Linked DNA regions of Mus musculus: region 2 is linked to region 1. Evidence: chromatin contacts called from public HiChIP or PLAC-seq data. All regions are on one chromosome and are shown on one strand. The core of a region is the stretch at or near the end of the contact, and the rest is flanking DNA. Distances in the headings are between cores, read along the strand shown. Region 1 holds the start of Rab33b (RAB33B, member RAS oncogene family). Region 2 has its middle 38 kb from the start of Setd7.

Region 1 (4,353 bases), core at 988-3,487:
TGGCTGACAAACTATCAGCTTAGGCAGGAACTAAGAGTTGGGAGAAAGAATTCTGGGAGAGAAGGAGGTGGGAAGATTTGCCAGAAAGATACGACGGGATGAACTCATGGTACCTGAGCACAGGTAACCAGCCACATGGCAGAATGTAGGCTAGAATAAACGGGATATTTTAATTTATATCTAATCAGAGAAGAACCTAGCTATATGGCCAAGATATTTGCAGATATATTTTGAGTCTGAGTCTTATTTCTGGAAGGAGTAACCAGGGCCCAACCACAATGTCCCACAGTGCAACACCAAAATGTTTATAAACAGTACAGTTCCTTGTATCACTTCTTCATGCCTCGGGTCTCCCATGGAGGCAGAAAAAGCCCAAGGGCCAGGTGTTTCCTGAGAGCACACAGAGTTGCTTTACAGAAGTGCTATGCACTGACGAGATTTAGAGAGTCTATTCAAGCATCCATGTCCACTCATTTCCACTCAAGTGAAAGAATGTTCATTGTGTTAAATATAAGCATTTTTCCTTAGTGGGAGAGAAAGAAGGCCTCTGTCTTAGTTATTCTTCTATTGCTATAGCGAAACACCATGACCAAGACAACTTAGAAAATAAAGCATTTAATTGGGGGCTTGCTTACATTTTCAGAGGGTTAGTCCATGATCATCATGGCAGCAGCCAGGCTGAACTTGAATCATGATTATCCTCCTGCCTCAGCATGTACTATTATATCATGCAGTTCTACATTTTCAATGGAACTTCAATAGGACCCAAGTCTCAAAATGAAATGTTTAAAATGCCCAGGATGTAAGCCCAATTACTAAGCATTCAAAGAATGCGGGAAATCTCAGTCCTCCTAGGAAAAATGCTGCCAACACTGCACACAGATGGTGAAATTATCTCATGAACTATTAACCATTTAATGGAGGTTAATTCTCATTTGTCTCATGTCTGTAAATTCAGGCAAAGTGATCAACAGCTTTCTTCCTGGGCTCTTTTCTAGGGATATTTGTATAGCAATCGTTTTTTGCGTGATAAAAAATATTTTTTTCTTCTTGTTCTAGGGGGAGTCTTGTTTGGTCTCCAGGATGAGAAAAGGCACCATCACTCTTCTGGATGAAGCTGGACAGATTCAGAGACCATTTATGAAATACCCGTTTCCTGCAGAGCATTTCCTGTAATGCTACCACTTACATCGGACAGACATCACCTTGGCCTCATGGCATCACTTGGGGAATGGGGTATACTCTGCCTCTCTGAGAAGGTGCCTTTTCTTTCTCACCTAGGAGTTTCATTGACAGTTCATCAACTGGCACTGGAACTTGTTGACTTACAAAGTTAACATGTCAGATCCTTCAGAGTTGACTCCAAAACGTCTCCATGTAACCACTAACATACTGTTCCAGCCTTCTCAGTACTGGGATTATAGGCATGTGGTATTACATTCAGCTTAAGTGGTACTTATTTTTAATTTTAAACCAATGGTAACATTCAGCCAGGCATAGTCTCACACCTGTAACCCTAGTATTCAGGAGACTAAGACAGGATTCCCACAAAAATCAGAGCCAGCCTGGATACACAGTGAGGTTCTAGGCCAGCTTTAGCTACAATATGAAAATCCTGGGGGGGGGGGGCTGGATAGGAAAGAAGGGAATAAGGAGATGGTTCTAAATTTGGATCCCCAGAACCCAAGGCAATGCTGAGCAGGCATGGAAGACCTCCTGTAATTCCTACCTTGGAAGATGGAGACAGAATCCCCAGAGCAAGTTAGCTACCAAGACTAGCTCTATGGAATGAGCTCTGGGTTTGACTGAGAGATCCTGCCTCAAGGAGACCTGGCTGTCCTGGAACTCTATGGAGTTGAAGAGAATCACAGAGATTTAAGACTTGTGTTGCTCAAACCAGCCGAAAACAATTTGTCTCTTTTACAAAACAAACTGAGCGGGTCGTGGTAGTGTACACTTTTCATTGCAGCACCGGGAAGGCAGAGGTAGAGGAGAGTCTCTACGGCCAAGATCAGGTTCAGGAGCTGAGTAGCCTCTCACCCTCCTGCCCACGCCGTTCCGCCCCGCTCCACGGAGGCCCGGAGGAAGCGGTGAGCACAGGGGATGCTCAGAGCCCAACTCCAAGCCCCAACCCCGGCTGCGACCAGGCGGCCACGACGCCACTGCGCCGCCGCCTCTCGCGAGACCACAGCCGGGCCGCGCCTCCTTCCTCTCCGCTGTCTCTCTCTCTCTCCCCGCCCCCGGGGGCTGCGCAGCTTCCTCCAGAGCTCGGGAACCTCGGACGTGGCGAGGCGGTCAGAAGGCTGGAGCGCGGCACATAGAGGTCCCTCGGGCGGACCTTCTGAGCCGCAGTCCAGCCAGGGAGCGCCGACGCATCTTTCCAGGTACACCGCACCGACTGGCGGAGGCCTACTGCGCGTGCGCCGGGGCCTTAGCGGGGCGCCACACCTGGGTGGGCAGGGGCTGCTCGCGCACGCGCGCCGCGGTGCCCGCGGGCTGTGGGGAGTTGGGCGTCGTTTGTCACTGCTAGGGAGCGCTGTCGCTGGCGTGGCGTCATTCCCGCGGCTTCTGTGCTCCGGCTCAGCTCGGGGCGGGGCGGGAGGATGACTTCGGAGATGGAGTCGTCGCTGGAGGTCAGCTTCTCGTCCAGCTGTGCGGTGTCAGGGGCGTCTGGGTGTTTGCCTCCCGCCCGCTCCCGCATCTTCAAGATCATAGTGATCGGCGACTCGAACGTGGGCAAGACGTGCCTGACTTACCGCTTCTGCGCCGGCCGCTTCCCCGACCGCACCGAGGCCACGATCGGGGTGGACTTCCGAGAGCGAGCCGTGGATATTGATGGAGAGCGCATCAAGGTGAGCCGGTGGGGCGGGGACGCTGTCTCAGCGGAGTGCCGCTCCTTCTTGGCAGGTGTCGGGACCTCACCCTGGGTCTGGGCAGGAGTGTGCGGTGCGCCCCATGGCGTGGGAAAGTGTGTTTGTATCTATCAAACTTCTGAGGCATTGTTCCTCCACCTCTAATGTACATCAGGTTTACCTGGGACTTCTTGTTTTTCAAAAAAGCACGTTCTGATTTGATAAGCTCCCCTATAACGCACATGCAATGAGTCTGTGGACCGACCACACTTTGAGTGACAGAGGTGTAGGGGGCGGTCACCCCCCCACTCCCACCCCCATTGCTTGAGTGAGAGTTTTGGGCTGGGAATCTGGGTGGTGGTGGTGGTGGGGTATAACCGGAAGAAACTCAGAAATTTTTCAAGCATAGAAAATTCCGTTATAAGTCGGGCCTGGGGGAACACTTCTTAAATCTCAGCACTCTCACAGAGACCAGGATCTCTGTGTTTGAGATCAGCGTGGTCTAATTAGTTCCAGGATAGACAGGGCTCTCCTGGATAGACAGAATACACAGAGAAACCCTGTCTCAACCAAACAAACCTCAAACACCCCAATTTAACAACAACAACAACAACAACAACAACAAAACCTCCGTTATATCTAGGAATTCTTTTGAGCATTGCACAGATGCTAAGTATTGTGGGAGTAAAACCTGTTGCCTTTGAGGCGTTTTCTGTATGATAACCAATTTATCTAGGGGGAAAAAAATCTGTTTTCTCATTGAGGCATTTATATGTGATGGTTCTTAGGTGGTTTGCCAACATCATATCTCTTGTTGCAAAAACAGACCCTCTCCCAGGTAGCTACTGAGACTTTGTAATCATAGTAGGAAGTCTAAGGCAGCCAGGTTGGGATTCTGAAGGGTTGGGTTCCTCAACTGCAGAATAATGATCCTTGACAAGTCAGGGGCCTCCTGATGCTGTAAACCTCGGCACTGTTGCGAAACTACTAAGGGTTACTTAATACTACTCCTTAAAACATATGAGATGGAGGTGTGTGTGTGGGGGGGGAGCACCCGTGTCTTTAACTCTAGTATTCTGGGAGATAGAGGCAAGTGGATTTCTGTGCGTTCAAGGCAGTCTGGTGTATATAGTTAGTCCCAGGACAACCAGGGAGACTACAAACTGCCCCCCTCCCCACATATGAAACCTGGGACCACCCACCCCCTTAAGCAACTGTTTTACATTGCAGTCTCCTACATCAGTCTACTCAGAAGAGGTTTGATTTGCCCCTCCTCCCCTTCTTCCCTTGAGGCGTCGTGTTTCCGTTTCTATACTCACCCTTTCCTCAAAGAGTTTTACTTTTACCCCAGGAACAATAAAGGGCAAATCATCTTATTTAAGAGATCAACCCTTCTCTGGGCCCCTTTGCTTTTAAATTTGCCTTTATTTTATGTGTGTGCATGCACAGGTGTGCATGAGTATGTGTGTATGTGAGTGAGGTAAGTCTAGGCTCTAGGGAT
Region 2 (4,353 bases), core at 1,329-3,828, 120 kb after region 1:
GGGTTGTTGTGCTGCTTCAGTTTCTGGATCCCAAGCCCCTGATGTCATTAGGTTATGGCCAGCAAGTGGGATAGCACAGTAATGGGAGGTTGGGGCTTTGCATGACTACATTAATTCATAATGCAATATGCATAAGGGACAGGATAATGGACCCGTGACACCCTCTCTTCTTGGTGTCCCATAAAATGGGATGCAAATAAATTGATTTTTTTTTTTTTTTAAATTCCACAGCTTCAGTTGGCACCTCCTGACGGATTCCTGTCTTTGTGAGGCTCAGGTGCCATTTCCATCCTCATTGTCACTTGTATTTCTTGAAGGTTAATAACAAAGCTGATTTCTTAAAAAGAAAAAAAAAAGACACAATTATGCTGAGGAAACGGAGGAAATTGTCACAGTTGCTTTTCTCCAAGCTTGAATTTGATGTTCTTTTTGGATGAGAAAAGTTAAAATGAACACCTCATTTTTCTTTCTTTCCCCCTTTTTTTTTTGCACTTAAAAAGCAACATAATTTTAAAGTGAAGTTTTACAAAATCCATCAAGCACTTCCAACCATTTGATGGGGAAAAAAAAAAAAGAACAAATCTTCAAAGGGATTTTATATGAAAATACCCATTAGGCATGTACTGTAATAAAAAATTTTTAATGGCCATTTTATATTTCAGTTCTGAGCTCATTTTTAGTGAAATTACTCGGTGGCAAATGGAACCAGAGCGATCACCTGGGAGGCAGAGCTGTGGCTTTCTGAAATAATGGAGTGAGTACTCTCTGGTGACAGAGTCCTCCCCAGGAGGAGCCTCCCCCAGTCTCCCTCTGGTTCCCTTGGAGCTGGCGAGGAGAACATTACCCTTCGTGCTGTGGGGCTCGGCCTTCTCAGTGTGGAAGATGACTCCCCACGGCTGCCCTGGGTTCCCCAAGAACACGAAAGACCTTGAATCCGGTGATCCCAGGGATGCAGGCAGCAGGACAGAGCCCTAGGCAGAGCCTGCCCTCCTCGGAGAGTTCATACCAAGGACCTTTGTGTTTCCAGGGTAAGGAAGCCATGTCTCCTGAGGCCTCTTAGCATCGGAGCTTGCAAGGAGCAGAGGATGCAGGGGGCTTTTCTTCTCTTATGATAAATTTCTGAAAAGCGAACCAGGTTGCAATGGTGTCCAAAGAAACCCTCTGTTGAAGCTATGTTTTGTAAAGGGGTTTTCTCTTTGCAGTGAGGGATGGGGTTGTTATGTTGAAAGCTAATTAATATGTGAGGGCTGGAGAGATGGCTCGGTGGTTAAGAACACTTTCCCCTTGTCTTAGTCAGGGTGTCTATTTCTGCACAAAACATCATGATCAAGAAGCAGGTTGGGGAGGAAAGGGTTTATTCAGCTTACACTTCCGTACTGCAGTTCATCACCAAAGGAAGTCAGGACTGGAACTCAAGCAGGTTAGGAAGCAGGAGCTGATGCAGAGGCCATGGAGGGGTGCTGCTTACTGGCTTGCTTCCCCTGGCTTGCTCAGCTTGCTTTCTTATAGAACCCAAGACTACCAGCCCAGAGATGGTACCACCCACAATGGGCCTTTCCCCCTTAATCACTAATTGAGAAAATGCCTTACAGCTGGAGCTCATGGAGGCATTTCCCTAAGGGAGGCTCTTTCTCTGTGATAACTCCAGCTTGTGTCAAGTTGACACACACAACCATCCAGTACATCCCTCTTGCAGAGGACTGGGTTCCTATAATTCATGTGGCAGCCTACAACCACCTGTAACTCCAGTTCTAGGGGATATGATGTCCTCTTCTGACCTCTAAGGACACTAGGCACACACATGGTGCATGCATGTACATGCAGACAACACAGTTGTATGTGTGTGTGATGATTAAACCCTCAGACCTTTTATTTATGCTGGGTAGGGCTTCTGGCTTTAATATTTGCTAATCAGATATTCTCAATGGCAAAACGTTCTTGCCCGTAGGCCTGTTGTATAGATGAAATGAGATTTTACATATATACTGATCCCACAGTAAATATTCCCACAAGTTAACTTTCTTTGTAGGAATACTCATGTTATAAATCTGATACATTATTGCAAGGCTCTGGCTTGCTGAGCCCTTTCTTTCTGAAGTTTAACCTGGTACGACAGACCTGAGCTGATTGGGTAAAGAATAAAAAAATATCTGCTGGTGTTTCACTGAAGAAGTCTCTTTCTTTCCTTAAGTTTTCGGGGCTGGAATAAAGCTGCTGGTGCGCCAGCCCTGGTGATCAAACCACGGGTTTCTCTCAGCTTGAGGATGCGGCTGAGTGACTGAAGAGGGTGTTCCCTGAAGGAGTCTAATGGCGGCTCCCATTTCCATAAAATACCCATCTTTTGCTGGAACTGAATGCAATCTTCATGGGCTATCATTTAGAGAACAAAACATTTCCAATCCTTCCAGACCTAGACTGTTCCCCCTCGGGTGGCACTCCTCCCCGGGGAGGAAGAGGGCTTTGTGTGTGAACTGAAAGGATTTAGGAATGCAGCTTGTGACACTCAAGGCTCCTCCCAACAGAGGTTGCTTGATCTAGGGTTGCTAGATCTGCCCTGGGGGCATCCCATGTGGAGCCGTGACTCTGAGGAGGCGGAGAGGCACCGAACTTGCACAGGTTCCTTTGGAGACAAGAGTGAGGCGCCTTCTATACTAGGAGACTAGAAATACATAGCTAGAGGCGGGTGGATTTTTTTAAAAAAGTACTTATAAAAGCTGTGGTGGTGTAGATTTGAACGCTTGGCTACCGGGGAGAGGCACTCTTAGGAGGAACAGCCTTGTAGGAAGTGTGTCCCTGGGCTTTGAAGTTTCAGAAGCTCAAGCCGCTCCCCAGTGTCGTTCAGTTGCTGCTGCCTGCTGATCAGGATGTAGACCTCTCGGTTCTCCAGCACCAGGTCTGCCTGTGAGCCACCGTGGAGGTTTACTAAACCAATGACCCTGTAAGCCAGCCCCAATGAAATGCTTTCCTTTGTAAGAGTTGCTGTGGTCACAGTATCTCTTCACAGCAATAGAACCTCTAAGACAGATGTATTTTAATGTAGAAGACTACCCATAATTCTAAATCTATAGTCACTATATTTCCTTCTATAGGGGCCATGATTCTTTTTTTGTATTTTAAAAATGTATTCCTTGAGAATTTCATGCAAGCACACAATCTCCTTCCCATCCCCCACTCCCCATCTTTCTCTTCCTTTTCTTTTCTTTTCTTTTCTTTTCTTTTCTTTTCTTTTCTTTTCTTTTCTTTTCTTTTCTTTTCTTCCTTCCTTCCTTCCTTCCTTCCTTCCTTCCTTCCTTCCTTCCTCTCTCTCTCTTTCTTTCTTTCTTTCTTTCTTTCTTTTTTTCTTTCTTTCTTTCTCTCTTTACTTTTTTTAAAATAATTTGCTTAATCTGGTCAGTACTGCCTATATGTGCATGGGAGTAGGGGTCATCTCCTGGAGCATATGAGGCTAAGTTACCTGTGGCCACATCCCCAAAAGGAGGTGATGATTTTATTTTATTTTATTTTATTTTATTTTATTTTATTTTGACAAGGTCTCATTCTATAGCCTTGGATGACCATGTAGCTCAGGCTGGCCTTGAACTCATAGACACTGACCCGCTTCTGCCTCCTGAATGCTGGGATTAAGGGGTGAGACACCATGTTCTGGATGGCCTTGGGAGGGGAATTTTGGTGTCAAGCTGACAGAGACTATGAATCATACAGACTTGGCCTTAAACACTTTTTGTTGTTGTTGTTTCCATCACGTTTACTTATGTCTCTGTGTGTGCTTGCCCTGGCACACATGTTGGTTCTCACCTTCCAGCCTGTGGGACCTGGGGTCAGATCGTCAGGCTTGGTGGCAAGTACATTCGTTCATCCTCTGAGCCATCTCGCAGGCCCTATATTTGGATTTTAATATCGAATTACATTTGTGGTCACAGACTAGTAAACCCTGAGGTATCTATCTCTTGCGACAAAGAAATGATTCCCACAAAATATATATTTTTAGACTATCTCATTCAACTCTCCATTTCACCCATTCATTACCGTTGGCTTTCCACCCATAACAACTGCTGGAGATTTTTCTGGAAGCCCAGTGAGCAGAAAATCCAGTCACTCCCCTCAGACTGCACTTCATCACTAATGACTGTTTAGCCACACTGACTGACTCCGCCAGATGTTTGGCACTGTGTTACAGACTGTCAATCAAGATGGCAGAATTTGTCACTTGTCAAATTATTGTCCTGAGGAGACTATTTATTCTCCAGCAATAGTTTAGAATCTTTTCAAACAGTTTACCTGGATGTCGGACTCCTTAAGGACAATAAAATATTGACCTCATAGATGGGCATAGTAGTTCCCATCTCAAAGACT

The links. HiChIP or PLAC-seq counts read pairs in DNA pulled down with a chosen protein or histone mark.
Region 2: a contact with region 1 is called in an H3K27ac HiChIP or PLAC-seq map of embryonic stem cells, with 12 read pairs. The contact joins the enhancer-like site here to the promoter of Rab33b in region 1. A contact is called at or near these places in 1 of 39 promoter capture datasets (neutrophils), 5 of 115 datasets of contacts at active chromatin or transcription factors (embryonic forebrain, embryonic stem cells and fetal liver) and 2 of 9 other capture datasets (adipose tissue and liver).

The regions. Positions count from the first base shown.
Region 1 is chr3:51,481,729-51,486,081 of GRCm38.p6, forward strand. It overlaps Rab33b (RAB33B, member RAS oncogene family), which reads left to right and starts at 2,238. Exons shown (of 2, transcript NM_016858.2): 1 at 2,238-2,852. The coding sequence starts at 2,604.
Region 2 is chr3:51,596,778-51,601,130 of GRCm38.p6, forward strand. No RefSeq gene overlaps it. Among named protein-coding and RNA genes, the nearest start is that of Setd7, 38 kb to the left of the region's middle. Within about 2 kb of position 2,579, at least 10 of the 459 cell types and tissues checked have an H3K27ac peak or open chromatin away from gene starts, as enhancers often do. A contact at or near this core is called in embryonic stem cells, where this site is marked.